Linked DNA regions of Pan troglodytes: region 2 is linked to region 1. A link is a contact called in public HiChIP or PLAC-seq data. All regions are on one chromosome and are shown on one strand. The core of a region is the stretch at or near the end of the contact, and the rest is flanking DNA. Distances in the headings are between cores, read along the strand shown.

Region 1 (5,805 bases), core at 1,337-3,836:
CTTCTGAAAGGAGCTCAGAAGTGATACCCTAATGACAGAAGGGAGCAGCAGTTGCTGCAGTAGCCAAAGCAGACTCCCCTTTGACGCCTGGCTATCCTGCCAATTGTCCCCTACTACATCAGAAACCATCAAACTGAACAACAGGGACAAATCCAAGATCATCCCAAACGTGACCCACCCAGGGATCTCACCTCCAGAATTCTATGACTAGGTGCAAAACAAACCGAAAAACCCCTGTACCTTCATACTCGACTCTCACATTTTAAGAAGAGGATCACTACATTAGGCACACAGTTATGAAGACAAAAATATTTCAGCCACAATCGTATTTCCATTATAATAAATATCGTGGCTCATGATAGAACTTTACAGCCCAAAGATATGATTAACATGACGATGCTGTTTCAAGTAAGCAGAGAAAATGATTTATTCCCACAAAGCAGTATGAGAATAAAAGAGTGATGAGTGCTCCGCAGTTAGCAGAAAGAAAAGGCACCCTCATTGTCTTTTGGATGGGAGACCTACTCTTCAGAAGTGAAACTAAGATTTGTTTTAAATGACCAAAAGGAGAGCTTGAGGAATAAATATACTGTACATTCCACCCTCACACCCCAGGGGGGTGGGGCGGGGGGAGGCAGTGGGGCAGCACACAGTGCCTTTCAGAGGGACAGGTGTTTGGAGGGGCTTCTGGGAACAGCTTGGCAGATGAGGTGTCAGACTAAGGAAAAAAAGGGCAAAGGGAAGGGGAAAGGGGTTCTTAGTCAGGCAGGGGTAGGTATAGAGGAGGAAGAGTTTCGTGGGGAGGGGAGATAAAAGAGTATTCACCACTGCCACTCCATTTCAGCTGGCAAAAAGTGTCAAGCCTGAGAGGAGTGAGGTGTGGGAAAGGCCCAGACAAGTGAAGCTGTACTTCCGAAGCTGATCAGGGACTGGCAGCAGGTATTCAGGAATCCAGGTCAAATGGGGGGAGGCAACTGGACATGAACTAAAATTGGGTGAGTTAGATTTCCCAGTACATGGGTACCAGAGACTAAGAGGAAGCCCTGTGCCTATGTAGAGAAAAGTTAAGAACAGGAAAGAGGGTCCCCTGGAACCAGGATCGAGCAAGACGAAGGTATGGGGTGGGGAAGTCTGGATAGAGGCCAGGAAGACTGGGAAAAGACTGCAAATGGTCCCAGAGCAGGGGCAGGAGGCCTGGGGGTGGAGAAGCTGGAAGGAGCTGGGTGCCTGGACCATGAAGAGACAGAAGCAGTGAGTGGAACAGGGGACCCAGGAGGCAACATCCCAGCAGACTGTGAGCAGCACTCAGGGAGTGAGTGCCTGGTCTTGAGGTGAGGCCAGGGCCTGACCACTCAGTTGCGGGTTAGGTGCTCCCCCGTCTGGGGGTCTGATGAAGCCCTCCTAAGGAGATCTCAGGAGGAGGAAGACCCCAAGGTCTGCGGATTCCTGGAACTGAGGAAGGGGCAGGAGGACATGTCTCAGGTCTGAGAGAATCTGACGTGGGCCCAGACATGGGGAGGGTCCCAAGTCTGGTGAAACCAATGGAGAGTTCTTCAGGGTCTGAAAAGGGCTGGTGGCAGTCCCTGATCTAGTGACGACAGGTCATGGGGAGGAAGGACCCAGGCCTTCTCCGAGTCATGAGGGGCTTCCGGATCCCAGACGGGCCGGTCACGGGCTTCAAGTCTGGGAGTGTTCGGGGTCCGCCAGGAGCCGGTCACGACGGGCTCTAGGTCCGAAGGGGCAGGTCAGGGCTGGGGCTCGGAGAGTGTGAGACACAGGCTGGGAAGGTCCCGGGTGGGAAGCGCCGGGTGCAGGAGGCCCCGGCGGCGAGGGCCTGTTCCGCGGCTGCGGGGTCGAGGAGCCGAAGCGGGCACGGCCCGTGAGCGCCGCGAGGAGGCCCTCGGGCCCCGGCCCGGCCCGGCGCTCACCTGCAGCACCACCTCTACGTCGTACGAGTTCCCCTTGCTCTTCTGGTGGCCGCGGAACTTGGAGCCGCTGTAGAGCAGGCTGGTGGCCACGCCGGGCTGCTGGGTGTTGATGGGCGGCGGCGGGATGAGTGAGGCCGCGGAGGCAGCGGAGGCACCGGCCGGCGGGGGACACTCGGTGCGGACCGGCATCGCGGGGTCCCCCGGAGCCAGGGCTGGGGGGAGTGGGAGAGGAACCGCCGCCGCCGCGCGGGAGCCGAGGAGGGTGGCGGGGAGGGAGAGGCCGGGGCGCGCACGCGCGGGGTGGGGGCGGGAGGGGCGACCACCCGCCCGCTGCCTGCGGAGCAAGCGCTCCGGCCGCCACCGGGACCCAGGGACCTGCAAGCAGGGCCTCCCAGTCCTGAGCTGGGTCCCCCTCCCGACTTGCCCTCGCGCACACATACACACACACAGACACTCACAGACACACAACACACAAACACACACAGACACACACACACCCCGCCCCTTCCGATTGGCTCAGGCGAGCCTGGGGGGCGGGAGCAGGCTCACGCGGCGCTTCCGCCCATTGGCGGGAGGAGAAAACACGTGGCGCGGTGCGCGAGCGGCCCGCTGGGACTTGTAGTCTCCTCGCCGAGGCGCGGCGTGGAGGGGGCGGGGCGAGGTGCGTTTGTGATGCTGATTGACTGGGGGTGTGCGCAGGAGGCGCGCGGCGGCGACGGCGCGCCGTTGGTGTCATGCGGAAGATGGCGGCGTCCAAGGGAGGTTGAGGGCTCTGAGGAGGCGTTGAGAGGTTTCCGTACAGCCCGACCGTGCGGCTTTGGGGATCCCATCGCTCTGTGTTTCCTGCTCCAGGTTTCGCGTCTTGCATCTTCCCAGACCCTCGGGCGCGATGTGGAGGAGCTGCCTCCGGCTGCGGGACGGGGGACGCCGTCTCCTGAATCGGCCTGCGGGTGGCCCCAGCGCTTCTATGAGTCCGGGGCCAACCATCCCGTCTCCAGCCCGGGCTTACGCCCCGCCGACAGGTAAGACCATGACATGTTCTTTTGGGTAGGGGCCGAGCTGGGGTAAGGTGGGCTTCGGGCTTCGGCTGTGCAAAGCGAAGTAACTGAGGCAGGGTTCAGGCTCATGAGCTTATGCAGGCCAGTCAGGTCTTTTTACAGATGAGAAAGTGAAGCCCAGACAAGGGCAGACGACCCGAGAGGGAACAGCGAGTCACGCACGATACAGTAATTGATATTTGGCCTGTGCAGGTTTTCTCAAAGCTTATGGCTGCCCTCCCTTTAATAAGGAAAGCAGGTGTCATCTTTGTTTTCAAAAGGGGAAGTTTGGGCTCTGAATCAGGACTTCGTCTAGGTTACAGGCAGACTCTCTCAGAGGTTTGTGGTGTCTGTCTGACTGTTTTCCGTGTCTCCACTGCCCAACACAAGACCTGCACAGAAGGGACCTAGAACCTGGGTCTTCATTCCTCCATCCCGGGCACTTCTGCTGCAGGTTTCCTGACTTTCCCTCCTACCACAACCTCTGCCATCTGCAGCCTTCTCTCCTAAATAGAAATTGACACCTCCACCTCTGACTGTGGAGTCACCTCCACCTCCAACTCTGACTGTGGAGTCACCTCCACCTCCAACTCTGATGAAGCTTAGAAGTAGTGGCTCTTTCATTGCTGATGGTGAGTGGTGTCAGGGTAAGAGTGAGAATGACTCATTTTAGTGAATGAAGAGCAGTAACACCCTCCCACCATTCAATTAGTTTTATTGTGCTGGAGGCAGGAGGCACGGTTGTCTTTAAGACCCACCTGTATGTATTGGTAGAGAAGCTCAATTAAAGAAGAAAAAGGCCCACCTGAATGATGTTCACTGTTCATTGCAAAAGGTTATAATATCCTGATTAAATTGTGGTTTATAATATCCTGATAAGGGACATACAAAGAAACTGTGAGAACACAGAGAATCGCTTACTCCCATCTTGGGGATGTTCAGGGTTTAGAATGGGTCTTGGGTGAAAGGGCGTTTGTTTAAGCTGAGCCATGATAGATGAGTAGGAGTTCAGCAAAAAGGTGGGAGAGTGTTGGGTATCTAGAACGTGTCCAGGGTGACAGCAAGATATGAGGGACTTTTCCCTGACACTGCCTGTTTTAGAAAATCCAGAACTTCACAGGCAGTTTGGCATTGTGGCAGGAGTGCAAATCTAGGATCTGATGCTGGCTGAACCTCTGAGGTCTGTGTGATCTTGGGCATGCAACTACTTCCTCATTTTTCTCCACGCGTTGAAGTACTAGGTTGCCTTTGAGGATCTTTCTGGCTGTCAAGTTCTTTTTTTTTCTTCTTCTTCTGTTTTTTGTGTTTTTTTGAGACGGAGTCTCCTCTGTCGCAGAGGCTGGAGTGCAGTGGCGCCATCTCGGCTCACTGCAACCTCCGCCTCCCAGATTCAAGCGATTTTGTGGTCTCAGCCTCCCAAGTAGGTGGGACTACAGGCGTCTGCCACCATGCCCTGCTAATTTTTGTATTTTTAGTAGAGATGGGGTTTATATTGACCAGGCTGGTCTCGAACTCCTGACTTTGTGACCCGCCCACCTCGGCCTCCCAAAGTGCTGGGATTACAGGCGTGAGCCACCGCGCCCAGCCAAGTTCTATAACTTTATAGAAATGGGGAAGGGGGCTGGATGCAGCAGGGAGCTGAAGTTTCACCTGTAGGACTCAGGGGAAGGGCCTGGAAATGGGCCATGAAGGGCCAGTAAAGAAGAGGAAGGAAGGGCATCCCAGGGAGGCATAGCAAAGGGGACACATTCAGGAGTTCACCAAGTTGGCAAAAAGCAAAGGGTTAATTAATTTATTTATTTACGTATTTATTTATTTATTTTGAGATGGAGTTTTACACTTGTCACCCAGGCTGGAATGCAATGGTGTGATCTTGACTCACTGCAACCTCTACCTCCCAGATTCAAGCAATTCTCCTGCCTCAGCCTCCCAAGTAGCTGGGATTACAGGTGTCCGCCACCACACGTGGCTAATTTTGTATTTTTAGTAGAGATGGGGTTTCACCATGTTGGCCACACTGGTCATGAACTCCTGACCTCCGGTGATCTTCCCGCCTCAGCCTCCCAAATGCTGGGATTACAGGCGTGAGCCACCATGCCCGACCACAAAGGGTTAATTTAGATTTGTGGATGCTCACTTTACATAATGGTGGCACTTGATCTACTGCCTTCTTTTCCTTTCTAAAAAGCCTAAACTTACTAGTTAGGCTCTTGGAAGTACCTGGCACATGGTAGGTAGTCAAATGTGAAAGAAAATAGGAATGAATGAATGAGAAGGGAGGTGCATAAATCAGGCCCATGCATGCTTTTTTTTTTTTTTTTTTTTTGAGACAGAGTCTTGCACTGTCACCCAGGCTGGAGTGCAGTGGCGCAATCTTGGCTCACTGTAAGCTCCGCCTCCCGGGTTCACGCCATTCTCCTGCCTCAGGGTCCCGAGTAGCTGGGACTACAGGCGCCCACCACCACACCTGGCTAATTTTTTTGTATTGTCAGTAGAGACGGAGTTTCACCATGTTAGTCTGGATGGTCTCGATCTCCTGACCTCATGATCCACCCTCCTCAGCCTTCCAAAGTGCTGGGATTACAGGCATGAGCCACCGCGCCCAGCCCCTGACCCCCACGTGTTCTCTCTAAAGACCTTACCAGTTGTGAGATATTTGTGCGTATTTGAAGTAGTAGAAGATTAAACCGCAGTGGGTTCTTCTCAATGAACACTTCAGTCAGCAAGCTGATTGAACTTGGCCACTTAGGAATGGCCATGCCATTGAAGGTTATCAGAAGGAGAGGAGGAGTTTAGGAAAGGGTCACTGAGGTGTTGGAGAAGGAGATATTGCAACAAGA
Region 2 (5,348 bases), core at 2,366-4,865, 540 kb after region 1:
TATCCAGTGCCTCCGTCCTGCTCCTGCTTGCACAGGTGCTCACTCCCTCCGCCAGCACCTCTGCACACACGGCCTTTGAGGACATACTGCTGATGGATGGGCTGAGCCGGGCAGCAAAGCTCCGTGCATCCTGACCCTTGGTTCCTGGGGCAGAGCCGGGAGCCTTGGGCTGAACTGGCTTCTGCTGGAAGGGTCTGCTCTGTCGGGTACAGAGCTCATCACTGATGAGGAATCTACCAGAGTTAAAATCTCAGCTTGATGAGGGGAGCCTGTCAGAGGGAACGCAAAGACAGCTCTATTTGCCCCTTTCCTCCTCTTCAGGAGGTGGCGTACCAGGGCCACACAGGATAGAAGCGTGCCTCAGGGCCTCCTCTGCGCAAGGCGCTGGTAGAGATGGGCTCTGGCCGCACAGGCCAGCACGGCAATGCCCAGGCCCGAGGGTGCTCTGGGTTCCTGTCACCTGAAGTGGCCACTTCTGGCCTTTGTGTGGACTCTGTCTCAGGACACCACAACAGGCAAAGCTCTGATGGGGTGCCCAGCATTCTCCTCTGGCCCAGCTCTCAAGAACCTTCTAATTGCTCTTTGCCCTCAGATGAGGCTGTGTGGCTGGCATTTCCTGCCTGGGGCTGGTGGGGGTGGGTGGGTCCACCTGCCCACCCCCAGATCACCCCCGACATTGTCAAATATTTTAAACAGTTCCCCTCCCCTCTAAGCAGGAAAATTGCTGCACTGCAGGTAAATACTATTTACAGACAGGCTCATAGCCTCATATACGCTGTTTGTTGTCTCATGCCCCAAACACACAGAAAACAGAATTATTTATTGCATACAGCATGGGACTGTGATCAACCTGGACATCAAATGCCGCGATGGCTGACAGGGCCCAGGCGGCGGGAGTGCTGGGAAGCCCAGTACACATGCTCCCTCTCTGTGGGACTCCGGGATCCACGGGGCGGATGGTTCTGTGAGTTGCGAGTTGTTCCTGTTTGTCTTCCAGCCCCCAGTCCTCCCCGGCCACTCTGATTAGCCAGCCTAGGGTAGGGCCTGGTATAAAGTCACACAGGCAAACCCCAGAAGAAGGAAAAAGGGCACCTGCATGAACAAAGAGCTGGGTGGCAGAGGCTGCACCGGGGTAAGACTTCCTTCATGCAGTTGGGAGTCCGGCCATGTGGGGACATCAGGAGATGCCACCCCACAGAATTGGTGTCTAGGCTGTCCTGGGTGTGGCCGAGAGAGGCCCTGATCCCAGTGCTTCTTTCATTCTGGTCCTTTCTGAAATGGTTTGGATTTTTAAAAAACCATGAGCATTTATTACTTTTGTAATAAAAGGAAAGAGATGCCCTTTTAAAAGAAAAGACAAGGGCGGAAACAAGGAAGTTGGCTTGCTGCTTGAGGAGTAAAGTCCCAGGGGCCACCTCCTTGACAGGAGGCGCTCTGGGGCATTCAGAATGGGAATGGCAGGTGGGCCTGGGTCTTTACAACCCAGCATCCGTAGGGCAGACGGCCATGCACAGATGGTACCAGGAATCACTGTGGCTGAGGACACAGGCTAGATCAGTGCCTGCCAGTGTCATGTTCCTGATTTAAGGGGCCAGCCTGGACACTGACCAGGGGAGAGCTGGGCTGTGATCCTTGACCCTCGGGCCCTCCACTCATATCAAATGGACCCTCTTGGGACTAGAGCCCCAGGAGGCAATGGCTGTTTGGGGTCCACCTTCACTATAGCCCTGGCCATCAGTCATCCCAAGTTAGAGCCCGGCTGCCCATGCAGTGCCGCTGTGGGAGGCACAGGAAGGCGGTGCTCAGTCTGAAGGTGGTTCAGGTCCGTACCTTAACTGGGCCCCCCCATGTACCCTCAACTGGCTCCTTTATGCAGCGAACACCCTGCACCACTGCAGCCCTATATCCAGGGCTGGGGCTCAGTTCCTTCTCCCCTTCTCCCAGACTCTGGCAGACATACCTCAGATGGGGGCAGGAACCAAGAATGGCAGGGCTCCAGCCCCAGCTAGCCTGTCGGATAACTGCTGCATAAGTGACACCAGGAATCAGAGCCAGGCCAGGGCCACTGATGAGCCCTTGGATGCTCACCGTGTGATGCGTGCATTTGAAATATCTGACAGTAAGAGTGAGGCCTGGGAGAGATGCAGGGACTCTGAGGATGGGGGCCAAGCTGGGCTGAGAAACAAGTTAGTGGTGTCCTGCAGCAGCCCCTACAGCAAGTGCCAGCGTGGGAGGGAGGTGGGTAGGCATGGGGTGGGTGGTATGGCACTCACAGCACTGCCTGCAGACCACCACCACCTGACAGCTGGGCCGGTGGTGCCAGCTAATGGCTCCCTAGTTTTCTCGTAAGTCAGACGTGGCCAAAGCAAAACACTGAGCACACAGGTTGCCTTGAGGAGCAGTGACTGCTTCAAGAGCTCAGGGCTGAGGAGCTGGCTCCAGATAGCCTGTTGCCAATGTTCAGCAACATCACCCCACTCCTGGTTACTGATCGACCTGGTGTGCTCTTGAGAGTACCCCCACCAGGCCCCATGGGTCAATACTACTGTTATTGTTGCTATTGTTATTACCAGGCCCCGCCCTCCTAAAGCATTTGCATATTTTCATCCTTAATCACAGAACCAGAATCAGTATCTTCCAGAAGAGAAAACTGAGGCCCAGGAGAAAGCAAGAGGCTGTGCTGTGCTCCCAGGGCCTTCCTGGGCTCGCTGTGGCTTTGATCTCCAGGTCTCTCAGCTAGACAATGAGAACGTCGGCCCACGCGCGGCACAGTAAAAGCCCAAAATGCTATGATGGACGGGGTGGGCCGCTGGCTGCAGAGCTCTCCATGCCACAGAGCATCTCTGGCTGGGAGAAAGGAGCAGGCTGAGGCCTGCAGCAGAGCGCGGGGTTGGGGACCGCTCCTGTTGGGCCCCAGCCCGGCGCCCTGAGACCCCTGCTCCATCCCTGTCGCTCCCCACCCGCCTGCTCCTAGCCTCTGTTCTAGCTCTGCCCGCGGCGGCCACAGCCTCCCCGAGCCGCCGGCCGGGCCCTCTGCTGCCCTCTGGCGGCCCGAGCGCGCGGTGCCGAGCTCCGCGCCTGAGGCCCTGAAACCCCGCGTCCGCCCGGCGGTCGCCTCCCGGGAACAAGAGCCCGGCTGGGGACCGGAGCGGAAGGGGGCTGGGGCTGGGGCTGTGCTCTGAGGACTGCAATATACGGTCCGCGCAAGCACCCAGCAAACGCTGCTGCGCTTACTAGGTTACTTACTAGATTCCTATTCTCTGGGGAAACTGAGAACCAAAGAAAATAAGTGTACGCGCGCGGGAGGTGCAGGAATGGGGGTCCTTGCCCGAAGTCGCAGAGGGACAGGGGCACCGCCGGGACCAGAACCCCGACGCCCCTGCGGCCGCCGAGCCCGCGGCAGTGGAAAAGCGGAGTCCGAGCGCCTCCAGCCTCAGCCCGACCCTGGACTGCTCCCCCCAGCCCCCGCGCCCAGAGAGCAGGAGCCCGGCAGCGGGTGACGATGTCGCGGGGACTGGGAGCCGGTGCGGGGGAGGCGGGCCCCGCGGGGCGTGACGCACCGAGCTGGGAGGGCCCGGGCGGGGCAGCCGAGCAGGCTGCATATAAGGGCGGCGGCCGGGCGCCAAAGCCAGAGCAAGCGGCCTGTGCCCAGATCCTGGGAGAACCCCAGCCGAGCCCAGCCTAGCCCGAGCCCAGCCCGAGCGGAGCCGGAGCCCCAAGCCCGAGCCGCGCCCAGCCCGAGCAGAGCCCTCCAGCCGCTCACCCCGCGTGCCACCCCAGCGCCCCTCAGCCGCTCTCTGCCCTTCTCTCGGCCCCGCGCCCGCCCTCGCGGCCCCTCTGCCCAATGAAACTGGCCGCGATGATCAAGAAGATGTGCCCGAGCGACTCGGAGCTGAGTATCCCGGCCAAGAACTGCTATCGCATGGTCATCCTCGGCTCGTCCAAGGTGGGCAAGACGGCCATCGTGTCGCGCTTCCTCACCGGCCGCTTCGAGGACGCCTACACGCCTACCATCGAGGACTTCCACCGCAAGTTCTACTCCATCCGCGGCGAGGTCTACCAGCTCGACATCCTCGACACGTCCGGCAACCACCCGTTCCCCGCCATGCGGCGCCTCTCCATCCTCACAGGTGAGCCGGGGGCCGGGCAGGTGCGGGAGGGAAGGGCGGGGAACCCTCGGCCAGGGCGCCCCGCGAGCGCCGGTCCGGCTGCCGCGCGCCGAGTAGTGCGCTTCGCGCTTAGAGAGGCTAGCGCGCCCCGCGCGGCCTCAAAGTCAGCCCGACTTGTCCCCTGGGCGGCCACCCTCACCTTCTCCTTTTCTGCTCTCTGTGCCCCCTCTAGGAGACGTTTTCATCCTGGTGTTCAGTCTGGACAACCGCGACTCCTTCGAGGAGGTGCAGCGGCTCAGGCAGCAGATCCTCGACACCAAGTCTTGCCTCAAGAACAAAACCAAGGAGAACGTGGACGTGCCCCTGGTCATCTGCGGCAACAAGGGTGACCGCGACTTCTACCGCGAGGTGGACCAGCGCGAGATCGAGCAGCTGGTGGGCGACGACCCCCAGCGCTGCGCCTACTTCGAGATCTCGGCCAAGAAGAACAGCAGCCTGGACCAGATGTTCCGCGCGCTCTTCGCCATGGCAAAGCTGCCCAGCGAGATGAGCCCAGACCTGCACCGCAAGGTCTCGGTGCAGTACTGCGACGTGCTGCACAAGAAGGCGCTGCGGAACAAGAAGCTGCTGCGGGCCGGCAGCGGCGGCGGCGGCGGCGACCCGGGCGACGCCTTTGGCATCGTGGCACCCTTCGCGCGCCGGCCCAGCGTACACAGCGACCTCATGTACATCCGCGAGAAGGCCAGCGCCGGCAGCCAGGCCAAGGACAAGGAGCGCTGCGTCATCAGCTAGGAGCCCCGCCGCGCTGCCGACACAACCTAAGGAGGACCTTTTTGTTTAAAAGTCAAATCCAACGGCCCGGTGCGCCCCGGGCCGTGAGCGCGCGGACTGGCGTCTCCCCTCCCGGCGATCCGCCCCCAGCACTGGGGAGGCGCCACTGAACCGAGAAGGGACGGTCATCTGCTCCGGAAGGAAAGAGAACGGGCCAAGACTGGGACTATTCCACACCCCCGGTCCCCCATTGAGGCCCGCTACCCCCATAACTTTGGGAGCGAGGGCCCAGCCGAGGGTGGATTTATCTTCTCAAAGACCTAAGAGTGAGCGCGGGGTGGGGGAGGGATGTGAAGTTATCCAGCCTCTGCTAGGCTTCAAGAAACCGTCCTGCCCGCTTGAGGGTCAGGACCCACGGGGCATTATCTTGTCTGTGATTCCGGGTTGCTGTGACAGCCGGTAGAGCCT

The links. HiChIP or PLAC-seq counts read pairs in DNA pulled down with a chosen protein or histone mark.
Region 2: an H3K4me3 HiChIP or PLAC-seq map of stem cell-derived excitatory neurons shows a contact between it and region 1, with 5 times the contacts expected there. The contact joins the promoter of RASD1 here to the promoter of ATPAF2 in region 1. A contact is called at or near these places in 1 of 7 Hi-C or Micro-C datasets (stem cell-derived neural progenitor cells) and 1 of 1 datasets of contacts at active chromatin or transcription factors (stem cell-derived excitatory neurons).

The regions. Positions count from the first base shown.
Region 1 is chr19:49,770,713-49,776,517 of NHGRI_mPanTro3-v2.0_pri, forward strand. It overlaps ATPAF2 (ATP synthase mitochondrial F1 complex assembly factor 2), which reads left to right and starts at 2,587. Exons shown (of 8, transcript XM_009432658.5): 1 at 2,587-2,950. The coding sequence starts at 2,818. It overlaps GID4 (GID complex subunit 4 homolog), which reads right to left and starts at 2,617. Exons shown (of 6, transcript XM_009432656.5): 1 at 1,929-2,617. The coding sequence starts at 2,366.
Region 2 is chr19:50,310,489-50,315,836 of NHGRI_mPanTro3-v2.0_pri, forward strand. It overlaps RASD1 (ras related dexamethasone induced 1), which reads left to right and starts at 3,616. Exons shown (of 2, transcript XM_003315591.7): 1 at 3,616-4,130; 2 at 4,416-5,348. The coding sequence starts at 3,845. The coding sequence ends at 4,498.